3 separate regions of the Sus scrofa genome follow, and regions 1 and 3 are each linked to region 2. Evidence: chromatin contacts called from public Hi-C data. All regions are on one chromosome and are shown on one strand. Each heading gives the region's core, a stretch centred on a gene start, on an enhancer-like site or on the middle of the called end of the contact. The rest is flanking DNA. Distances are from core to core; before and after follow the strand shown. Region 1 holds the start of ARG2 (arginase-2, mitochondrial). Region 2 holds the start of RAD51B (DNA repair protein RAD51 homolog 2). Region 3 holds the start of VTI1B (vesicle transport through interaction with t-SNAREs 1B).

Region 1 (3,822 bases), core at 175-2,674, 250 kb after region 2:
AGCTTGTTCCTGGCCCTGCCTCACTCCACCTCCTTGCCTTCCACACAATATTGCACCAAGACTTTGCCTGAAGACTCCTCCATAGATCTTAAGTTGCATGTGGAATCCAAGGGAGGATGGGAGATGCTTTCCAAGGACACAGCTGACACTGTGCAGTCCCTGGATATAAGAGAATAGAACTTTCAACTCACTGTTCTGTTACCAGCCCTCAGACATCTAAAACGCAGCCACTTACCCAAATCAGAGAGCCTTTTCATCAAGCCAGCTTCCCTTACAGCAGCTGGACCATATTCCACTCCTTTTCTTTTCTGTAAGATAAACTACACGGTTAGATATAAGGAAAGATGACTGAAAATAAGACCACTTTAGTTCACAATACAGAACTCTGCAATGTTATACCTAGTTCCCAGCAGATCTCTCTGAGAACTTGTGATAGCATCAACCCTTCCTAAGGTTTGGCCATTTCAAACATTTGCAGGGAAGCAGGAGAAACAACAATCACTAAAATCAAATCAACCTTTCATGCTCTTCCTTGTAGGAAGTGCCGGCAAGCTGAATCCAGTCAAAGGAATGGGCTAAACCAAGCCAGAGCTGATTGTTGGGGGTGGGGGTATGTGTGTCCTGGCCAGAGGCCAGGCTCCTGTACCAGTGAGCCCTCCACGACTGTAGGTTTCTTTCACTGAAAGGAGAACAAAACAGCCCCTTCCGTCTTCCCGCCGCTAGAGAGGCAAGCGCCAATTTCCTTTCCAATTAATGCTCTTTCTGAGAATGGACCGTGAAGCCTTAAATCCTCGGCCGTTCTATTTAACTTCTTCTCCCTAGATTTTCTACAGGGGAATCTGGTCGGTTTCTCCTCCTCCAGACCCTCAATAAAATCCTCTCCCACCTTTCTTCTCGTCCATCACCCCAAGCGGAACCCACCACCTCACGCTCCTCGGGGGGAGGCCAAAGAAATACACCAGCCTGCTGCCCCCTGCCCGCATCGCAGAGAGCCCTCCATCCCCTCCCTCCTTCTCCATCTTGTACAAAGGGAAATTCCACGTGCTCTTCTGGTGCCTAATCGCGGGACTCCACCCCTCGTCCTCCCTCCATCCTCGCCTCGCCTCCCCATCCTTCCCACCAGCTCGATTTCTCCAGACTGGGGGAGGGGAAAGAGATCTCGCCCCAAGGTACTGGGTCCCGGTTCTCAGTTCTCACCTGCCCCCGTGAGAATGGGGCTCCAATGACAGCCACGGAGTGGACGGACTTCTTCGGGGCGGAATGCACTTGCGTCCGGAGGAGACGCGAGAGGCTGCTCCTCAGGGACATGATACGAAGGGCAGGACGTAAAGAAGGATGACGAGCGGCGTGCGGCTCCGCGCATTAAGTGAGAGCCGCAGCCCGCCGCGGTTACCTAGAGGCTCGCTCGCTCGCCGCCCCGCCCCGTGACGTCACCGCCGCCTGATCCCGCCCAGGCCCCGCCGCCTCGCCCCCAACCAGCCCCCAGCACACCTTCCCGCAGGCCCCGCCCACTGCTCCTCCCGGCCCTGCACGCCCTCGCTGGTCGCTGGACTCTGGCCCCGGCTCTCCAGATAGGGAAAAGCCCCTGCCGCTGACGCAACAGGGCCAAGATCAGGGCCTGGCCAATAAGAGTGCAGTCACGGAGAGGTGTGTCCCTTGGCGGCAAGCGGCTGTCCCCCGCAAATTCTCGAGCTCTGAGGAACAAGTGAACCGACACGCAGGCTCGGGCTTCACGACTCTCGCACGGGCTCCACACAAATGCACGCTTGGCAGATGCCGATTCTAACGCAGGGCTGGCTGGGCTGAGCTTGACCTTGCCCGAACTGGCGTGAGTGCCCTGCCGAGACCAAGCTCGCGTCCGTAGACTCGGTTTCATCTCGGAGCTCAGAGTCCAGGAAACGTGCTTATCCCCTCTTTGGGCGTCGAAAGCTAGGAGGTCCAGTGTAAATTAGACATCTCTGGGTCAGGCATGTTAATAATAACCTATTTTAGGTATTTTGGGTGGGAAGTTTAGGATGTACAAATTACCTTCTAGACATTTTCAATTCTTTACCTGAATACTGGGAACACTGGTTATTAAAAACCGAACACGGCAACATATCTGGACGACTTCTAAATTGGGGGAGGCTAAAGAGCTAAAAGTGACTAAAGTTTTAATAATAATAATAATGATATTTTAATAATAATAACCAACGAAATTTCAAAGAACTTTTAGCCCTCTTAACAATTCCACAAAGTATGGACTATTTTTTTTTTCTTTTTATGGCTGCACCTGCAGCATATGGAAGTTCTTGGATTAGGATTCAGTTGGAGCTGCAGCTACAGGCCTGGCCAACAACGATCCCAGCCACATCTGTGACCCACATCACAGCTTGTGGCAATGACAGATCCTTAACCCACTGAGCGAGGCCAGGGATCAAACCTGCATCCTCAAGGACACTATGTAGGGTTTTTTTGTTTTTTGTTTTTTCCATTTTTTTGCCTTTTCTAGGGCCGCTTCCTGCGGCATATGGAGGTTCCCAGGCCAGGGGTCGAACCGGAGCCGCAGCCGCCGGCCCACACCAGAGCCACAGCAACGCCAGATCCGAACCACGTCTGCAACCTACACCACAGCTCACGGCAACGTCGGATCCTTAACCCACTGAACAAGGCCAGGGACAGAACCCACAACCTCATGGTCCCAGTTGGACTCTTAACCACTGGGCCACGATGGGAACTCCCTATGTAGGGTTTTTAACCCTGGCTGAGCTACAATGGGAACTCCAAGTATGGACTATTTTTAAGTGGCAGGGGAGTTTCCCGTTGTGGCTCAGCAGGTTACCAACCGGACTAGCATCCCTGAGGATGAGGGTTCAATCCCAGGCCTCGCTCAGTGGACTAAGGATCTTGCATTGCTGTGGCTGGGGCATAGGCCAGCAGCTGCAGCTCCAATTGGACCTGTAGCCTGGGAATTTCCAGATGCAACAAGTGCGGCCCTAAAAAGCAAAAAATAAGTGGCCGGGAAGTTCCCTTCCAGCGCAGAAGGTTAAGGATCCAACCTTGCCACAGCTGTAGTGCAGGCTGCAACTGCAGCAGGGGTTCCATCTCTGCCCTGGGAACTTCCATGTGCTCTGTATGGCAAATAAGTAAATAAATAAGTAGACAGAAACAGCATTGGAGAAGATAATTTACCTGCCCAAAGTCACTGTAGCTTGTAAGTGGTAGAGCTATGTGACTTCAGATTCCAAGATCTTAACCATGATTAGCGTCTTGCAGGAGGACCTGCATACCTACCAAAAATAAATTCTTTCTTTTTTTTTTTTTTTTTTGCCATTTCTTGGGCCGCTCCCATGGCATATGGAGGTTCCCAGGCTAGGGGTCTAATCAGAGCTGTAGCCGCCAGCCTACGCCAGAGCCACAGCAACGCAGGATCCGAGCCGCGTCTGCAACCTACACCACAGCTCACGGCAACGCCGGATCCTTAACCCACTGAGCAAGGGCAGGGATCGAACCAGCAACCTCATGGTTCCTAGTCGGATTCGTTAACCACTGCGCCACGACGAGAACTCCCAAAAATAAATTCTTATATAAACACTTGAAATTTTTTTTTCACCTGATGCCAACTTACATGCTGCTCTCCAAAATATTTCAGAAGTCTCCATGGCAACATCGTAACTCCAAGGAGCTTCAGGATATTATAAGGCTGTTTATTTTTAGAGAATAAATTTTATACCAGTCTCCCCCTGCTGGTTTAGCAAAGAGATGTCTTTGAAGCCTTAGCAAAAGAAGCAGGGAATCACTGTAAGGCAGTGGTTCTGAAAGTGTGGTTCTAGATCAGCAGTG
Region 2 (3,647 bases), core at 808-3,307:
CCCAGTGCTTTCACAGATCAGGGACCTTTGGGCAATGATGTCACCTAAACTGATAAATTCAATCAAAAAGGAGAACTGTAAACCCCAAACTACCTCGATTTTCACAATGACCAACTCTGCTATCTCTGCCTTCTTAGGCCCACTCCCATCACTTGCCTGAACTATTGCAAACTGCTTCTGGTCCCCTCTGCCCTGCAACCTGCCCCCCCCAAAAAAAAGATCCATTCAAATAAGTGTTCCTTGCACAGATGCTTCTTCAGTGCACACTCTGGGCACTCCCATCGTGGCTCATCAGAAATGAATCTGACTAGTATCCATGAGGATGCGGGTTCAATCCCTGGCCTCGCTCAGTGGGTTAAGGATCCGGCGTTGCCTTGAGCTGTGGTGTAGTTCGCAAACACGGCTCAGATCTAGCATTGCTGTGACTGTGGTGTAGGCCAACAGCTATAGCTCCGATGCAGCCCCTAGCCTGAGAACCTGCATATGCTGTGGGTGTGGCCCTAAAAAGCAAAATAAATAAATAAATAAATACACACTGCTGAGCTCTGAGGCACAAGAATCATTTAAGCGTTTTTCCTCCTCTTTGGGAACTCGCAGTAAACAATGAAAGAGAAGTATACACAAATAATCACAGTCATTCAGTAAGTATTGTCACTGGAATTTAAATGTGCTTTGGAACCAGAGAGGAAGAAGCAGTTCCTTCTTCCTCTGACCTAAAAGTCACAATCCTGTCAGAGGTAGCCTGCTAGAAATTTGCTCCAATCCTGTTACTCTCATCCTTTAAAACTGCCCATGGTTCCCTGAGACCACAAGATAAATTCCACACTTCTTAATGATGGCCTAAAGAGTCTTCATAAACTGGTCCCTCACTTCCCTCTCATTCCTATTTCAGAGTGCAAGGCCCAAACCCTGGCATTTCTTGCAAAGTCACTTGCTTCCCAACATCTTAGTTTCCTCATCTGAAAAACAAGCACAATTCAAATATCTGCTCCACAGGAATGCAATGAAGGTTAAAGGATGTGGATGGTGCATGGCATGTGGAGACCAAGGCTGAGTCATTATCAATTCCTTAAGCAAAACAGCAATTGCTGTCTCACCTGACCTGCCTTCCAGCCATAACATTGATAGGTTACACAAGCACCATTCTGCCTTCCTGACTTTCTTCCACAAAGACTTGCCACAACTTAGTCTCTTCCCCTCCAATGTTCTCATTCTACTGTGAGCACATTTGTCCAATAATCTTATTAACGTATTGTTATGGCTTGCATGCTTATTTCTTCAACCAGAAACTGAATTCCTGCTCTGCTTGTGCGTGCACGCGCATGTAAATGAGGGGGTGAAGGAAGACATTCAATCCTGGAAACTGAATCCTCTCATTTAAAAAAAAAAACCTCACGTTAGACGGTCAATGGAAACTGTGAATTAACAATAAGATATATTTCTTGAGCCCTTATTAGGCGCCATTGTAAACCCAGTTTACAGATTAAGAATAATGAGGCACTTAATTGAATCACTTGAGCAAATTCTAACAACTAGCACACGGTGGAGTCCGCGCATTCGAAACCAGGAATCTGACTGCAGATCCCATGCTATTAAATACCTCTTCTTCAACGTCACCTGAAGATAGGCAGAACACTAAACGTCCTTTAATGACGAGCTCCCCTACCTAGACCTCAAACTACCTGCAATTGCGAAGATGGATGGACATCAAGAAGCGAAATCATCATCCCAGAACCCCCTAAAAGAGCTGCTCCCAACAAGGTGCAGCTTCCCAGCATCGCTCACAAAAGAAGGCCGGACGCCTTCACATACGCGGCGGGTCTCAAGTTAAGATCCCTAAGGACCTAAGGGGGCGTGCCCTGTAGCCAAGAGTGACTCTCTGCTCCCCTAATAGGAACACCAGGGGTACAGAAAGCGAGCAGAAAATAATGACCGCACCCCACTTCCCCGAACCGCCCGCCACATGAAACTTTCCAGTACCGGGTCTGCAGCATCCAACTTTCAAAGTTTCCCCTACCCCTCACACAGTTCCCGGTGGAAAGTGACGCGAAGCAACAACCGAAATGCTGGTTGGGCCATCCGCCTGCCAAGCATCCAATCAAAGGTAGGCACAGGCCCAGGTCGACTCCGCTGCTTGCTGGGAATTGTAGTTCTATGAAATAAATCTACGAATCCCAATTTCCCAATACAGTGGTTATCAAAATCCGGTGGAGAGAGAGTTCCCTTGTGATGCAGAGGGATTAAGGATCCAGCATTGTCACTGCAGCGGCTCTAGTGGTTACTGTGGCGAGGATTCCATCCCTGGCCCAGGAACTTCCACCGTTGGGGGGCGGGGGGGGTGCGCGGAATCCAGTAGAGGGAACATCAGATCAGTAAGAAGAGTATGAAGACTGGAATTTTTCTTTTATTTCTTTTGTCACTACATATAAAAATTTGCATAATGGATCAAAGAGACGTTATTTTTCTGGGCGTAGATGAGAATCCTCCAATCATAGAAGAGATTTTGCAAAAGAGCCTTTGATTTGTTTCGGTTTACTTTTCCACCACTCTTTGGTGGTGAAATAGTTTGGAAAATGCTGAATGAAAATGCTCAAACCAAAAGCACGTAATGGGGAAATGTAAGAGTCTATAGTTGAAGAAAAACGTGAAGGAAACCAAATCAAAGGTTCAATGTAAAAGCAACTGTAATTAGGAAATCGTTACTTTTTAAGAGTCAGTTTCAGATTATTGTATTTGAGAGAGGCTTTTGCTCACTCTTTGCTCTCATCTCCTTTGTGCATACCTCTATCTTATAATTTAGCCCACTGCATCCTAATTATTGACCTGCACCCCTCACTAAACTTGTGAGCGCCTTGAGGACAGGGACCGCATCTTATTCAGCTTCTAAAGTAGGGCCAGGCACACATATCAATTAACAGTTGTCGGGTAAATGAGCAAATGAATGAAGTTAGGCAGAAGAAAATGGGAATTCAAAACGTAGGGTTCTGGGATTATAAGAGGGCCCAAGTGTTTGTTGCAATAATGGAGAAGGACTGGTTTCCCTGCTCTGAGTATCCCCAGGGCGTGGCAAAGCACTATCACAGGTTGGCGCTCAGTAAACGCTGAGTTCAAACTAGAAAGAAAAGAGAAGGAAAAAAAATCAAGGCATACAGCTATTCCTAACACTTGCTCCACCGAATGCAGAATGGAACCTGTCAAGCGGAATAGCTGTCAAAACTGTGAGGGATGGTCCTGAGCCAGGTGATAACCTCTTTCCTAGCTACCTAGCTTTCGCTAGTCGCTAGAGGTGGTGTCACGTGACCAAAACAAATATGGCGCTTTATTTGCATCTTTTCCCTCCATTGACCAATACGAGTAGGCAGTAGGCGTTGTCCTCGTCATTCCCGCCCCTCCCTTAACCTCCCGAACTGGATTTGTCACCTGACTCGGCTCAAACATGGCTGCGCTGGAAACTCTACTGCTTTGGGCGCTGGGAGCAGGTGAGTGTAAAGCGCCCCAGAGAAGGCGGGGCCCTCTCCACGACCCCTAGAGAGAGCGTCCCTGCGCCCCAATCCCTTCCGCCCTCCAGTTCTGACACGTTCCTTTCCTGATTTTCAATCCTCTGCCTTTAAAGAGGGCTCAAACTAGGAAGCTTCCTGCCGAATTTC
Region 3 (3,788 bases), core at 772-3,271, 180 kb after region 2:
CTGCGCCACAGCACGAACTTCTTCAACAAAATATTTTAAGGACTGGTGTTGGTAATTACAGTCAATTTAAAAAATCTTTTAGGGCATTTCCTTACATTATCTTGATATTAATGTCTACTGTACTTGCTAGAAATCTACATTTGGAGAACTTTTATCAAAAGGAATGCTGCTGAAGGAAGGCTGAGGAATTGGTAATAGTTCATCCCCTGTTTTGAGTACATACTTCTACTAGAGTTTGTGATTTTCTTGGACTAACATATATTCACTTAGGTGGAGAAAAGAGTGTAGGACCACAGTCTTCTCATATTTGTAAATAATCTTTTGTTGAACTTGTTTTGACCATTAAACTAGACATAGTTATTTTACGGAAAAATTGGGAAACTTTTGATAATAGTGTGGAACTGAATTAATATTTAATGTATATTGAACTGTCAATCACAAATAAAAACTTTTGATTATGTATCATGTTTTTATTTACCAGAATGAAAACTGTCAGCATTAAACAAATTTAATTTGAACCAAAAGAAGAAAATAATTAAAGTTTAATTAGAGTCAAAGGAAGAAAACATTTCATTATTATAGTTATGCAGTCATTTCTCATTCTGAGAATAATTTGTCCCAGAGTCTAGTACAGTACAGTCTCAATTCAAATGCCATTAACTCTGGTTATGCGATAATTTGATTAGTCATTCACCCATTTTCTACTAATCTTTCATGAAGAAAAGATCACTTTTTCCATCCCAGGCTATTTGTTACTTCTTTTTGTACCTGTCCCTTTTATTTATAACACAATGCTATGGGACTTACCACAGTACACTGCCACTGATGACCTCAGACTTTGCTATCTATCTCTATGTTCAATATTAGGAGCTCAACAAAAATTTGTTGAATCAATGATCAATGAATTCGGTCTAATAAAAAACTAGGGTCCAGGAGATAAAAATTACCAAATCATTTACCCCTGGTCAGTCATATATTTTTAACATGTGCGGGCAGTTTTAAGTATTCCAGAATGGGCTCCATAGGCAAACTCATCAGTGAAAATAGGAATTTTCCTCCATTAAATCACGAAAACCCACGAAGTGCAGAAAAAGATCTTGTAATTGTTAACACATTACACTTGAGAGAGAGCTGATAAAAGCCAGGTCTGCCTTCATTATAAATTACCCAAGCGCAGAGAGAAACTTATTCACCAACACTTTCCCAGATCCCACCACAGTGACTACCCTTAAATTGACAAACACCGGCTAAGTGAACGAGTGCACCGCAGCTGCGGCGGCTAGAGGGTGAGTATTTTAGGGGCCACCCTGCCCGAGGGCCACTCCTGAAAGCATATGACTGATCACTTGACTCCCAGTCAAAGTGCTTTACTGCTTGAGAGCAGGCAGGAACCTGACCCAGCTATTTTCCGAAAACTGAAAGCTAACAGTCATAATGTGGACTGAATCAGAGTGGCCAAACATTACCACCAGAGTGAAGACGACGACCACGCGCTACCGATATGTTAGCGTCACGTCCGCGGCCGCGGCGACCACAGGGCCACCGCCCCCAACGATGCGTGACTTCCGAGTAGGGGCGTTTTCCGCGCCGAACTACAGCCCCCAGCATGCACTACAGCCCCTCGACGGAAGGCGGATCCCGAGAGGGAGGGGGCCGTGCCGCCCGGCCTGCGGGTCCCCAAAGTCCCTTCCGCTGTGGCGCTCTCCCCGACGCCGAGCTGGGTATTTCCCGGGTTCCGAGACTGCCGGCTAGCGTCAGATCGCTGCCACCCCCGCAGGAGTCGCCCGGGCAGCGCACGCTGCCAAACTTTCCGTCAGGCTTTGGCGCCTGGCGCGCCGTCAGTGACGCCATGCAGGGGGTGGGCGTTCCGGTTCGGCAGGACCCCGCCGCGGCGCCGGAAGCGCCTCGTCCTGGGAGGTGGTGGCGGCGGTCGCCGTGATGCCTGCGGGGCTGGGCGGCTGACGGTGGCGTAGAAGTGGGCCCCGAGCCCTGAGTCTCGGCGGCCGCTGTTGTAGAGCGGCCTCCGCCATGGCCACCTCCGCCGCCTCCTCGGAGCATTTCGAGAAACTGCACGAGATCTTCCGCGGCCTCCATGAAGACCTACGAGGGGTGCCGGAGCGGCTCCTGGGGATAGCAGGGACAGGTAAGGCGGGGGCGGGCTGAGCCTAGGGGAACCCGGCTCCGCCAGCTCTGCGAGGAAGGGCCCCCACCCTCTTCTCTCGCTTCTCATTCTCAGACACGCCCCCTAAGGTTGGCTGGGTCCAGGCACCCGGGAGCTCCCTACTGCCAGGTGTTCCCTTTTGATCCTATAGCGTTCAGATTTTTCTCGTTTCGTCTTCAGCGTGGCAAGAAGAGTACAGACCTTAAATCTGAGATGCTGTGTTTCAGTAGAATGGGTTTCTTTTGTAGCTTTCTGTATTTTTGTTTTATATATCCAAAACTATTTTCAAAAGAGACCCAGACTGGCAGAAGAGCCGTAGCACAAAAAAAGTTCAGAACCCAAAGGAGTCATAACTCTGGGGGTTGGTAAGTAACCAGTCTTGGAGGGGGGGTTCTTTAAAATCAGGATTGTGATCATTAGGTATGGTCGTCCTCTGAACTCCGCCTAGACTGTTTCTTGCTCCTTGATTTTAAAGTTCGGATTGCTGCAGGTTTTGCTTGGAGGAAATAAAGAGTTCGAATTCACATAGGGAAGTTTGCCATAGTTTTTTGTCCTAAGACAAATAGCTCTCCATGGCAAAGCAGGTAAGATTTTTGTTGTTTTTACTTAAGTGTCAAAGCTTGAGTGTTTGCTCTGTGAGTTCCTCAAGGTCATATGAATTGACACACTGGTGAGAATTATATCTTTGTTTAACATATTTATTGGAGGAGTCTGCTGTGTGCTAGGCACTGTCCTAGATGCTGGTAATATTACAAACTACAGTGAAAACGCTTAAAGTCTCTTCTATAGGTTGATGATAATATAAATATCAAGAGGTGGTGCGGAGTTCCCGTCATGGCTCAGTGGTTAACGAATCCAACTAGGAACCATGGGGTTGCGGGTTCGATCCTTGACCTTGCTCAGTGGGTTGATCTGGCGTTGCTGTAAGGTGTGGTGTAGGTCGCAGACTCGGCTGGGATCCCGCATTGCTGTGGCTCTGGCGTAGGTGAGTGGCTACAGCTCCGATTCAACCCCTAGCCTGGGAACCTCCATATGCTGTGCGAGCAGCCCAAGAAATGGCAAAAAGACAAAAAAAAGAGGTGGTGTTAAAGCAATGTGAGAAAATAAAACAGGGCAAAGAAATAGGGAGGGGGCTCTAGCTTTAACTTGAGTAGCTGTGAAAGGCCTCTTTGAGGAGGTGATTTGAAGTTAAGTTGAGCAGAGATTTGAAGTAAGGGGGTGAACCATTCAAATCTGGGGAAAGTGAGAGTCAGGAAGACAGAACGGTACTGCAGAGATCCTTGAGCAGAAATGAGCTTGGTATATTCTAGGAAGAACAAGAAGGTCAGTGTTTGGGGTGGAAGGAGGAGATTGTGATAATAGATGAAGCTTTAAAGAGGTAGGCAGGGCCAGATCACCTGGGGCCTTGTGGAAAAGATTCCCATCTTTTTCTAAATGCAGTGGCTGGCAATTGAAAGTTTGTTTTTTTTTGTTTGTTTGATTTTCCTCCTGTCTTTTGAGGGCTGCATTCGTGGCATATGAAACTTCCCAGGCTAGGGGTTGAATTGGAGCTGCAGCTGCCAGCCTACGCCACAGCCACACCAATGCCAGATCCTAACCACATCTGCGACCTACATCACAGTTCACA

The links. A called contact is a pair of places that touch in the nucleus more often than the background predicts.
Region 1: a contact with region 2 is called in a Hi-C map of skeletal muscle, with 5 times the contacts expected there. The contact joins the promoter of ARG2 here to the promoter of RAD51B in region 2. A contact is called at or near these places in 1 of 47 Hi-C or Micro-C datasets (skeletal muscle) and 1 of 2 datasets of contacts at active chromatin or transcription factors (alveolar macrophages).
Region 3: a contact with region 2 is called in a Hi-C map of skeletal muscle, with 4 times the contacts expected there. The contact joins the promoter of VTI1B here to the promoter of RAD51B in region 2. A contact is called at or near these places in 1 of 47 Hi-C or Micro-C datasets (skeletal muscle) and 1 of 2 datasets of contacts at active chromatin or transcription factors (alveolar macrophages).

The regions. Positions count from the first base shown.
Region 1 is chr7:91,341,589-91,345,410 of Sscrofa11.1, reverse strand. It overlaps ARG2 (arginase-2, mitochondrial), which reads right to left and starts at 1,424. Exons shown (of 8, transcript XM_001928679.5): 1 at 1,198-1,424; 2 at 236-308. The coding sequence starts at 1,308.
Region 2 is chr7:91,590,823-91,594,469 of Sscrofa11.1, reverse strand. RAD51B (DNA repair protein RAD51 homolog 2) reads right to left here and starts at 2,057. Exons shown (of 12, transcript XM_021099935.1): 1 at 1,981-2,057.
Region 3 is chr7:91,411,713-91,415,500 of Sscrofa11.1, reverse strand. It overlaps VTI1B (vesicle transport through interaction with t-SNAREs 1B), which reads left to right and starts at 2,021. Exons shown (of 6, transcript NM_214437.1): 1 at 2,021-2,143. The coding sequence starts at 2,029. It overlaps RDH11 (retinol dehydrogenase 11), which reads left to right. Exons shown (of 8, transcript XM_005656347.1): 8 at 1-460.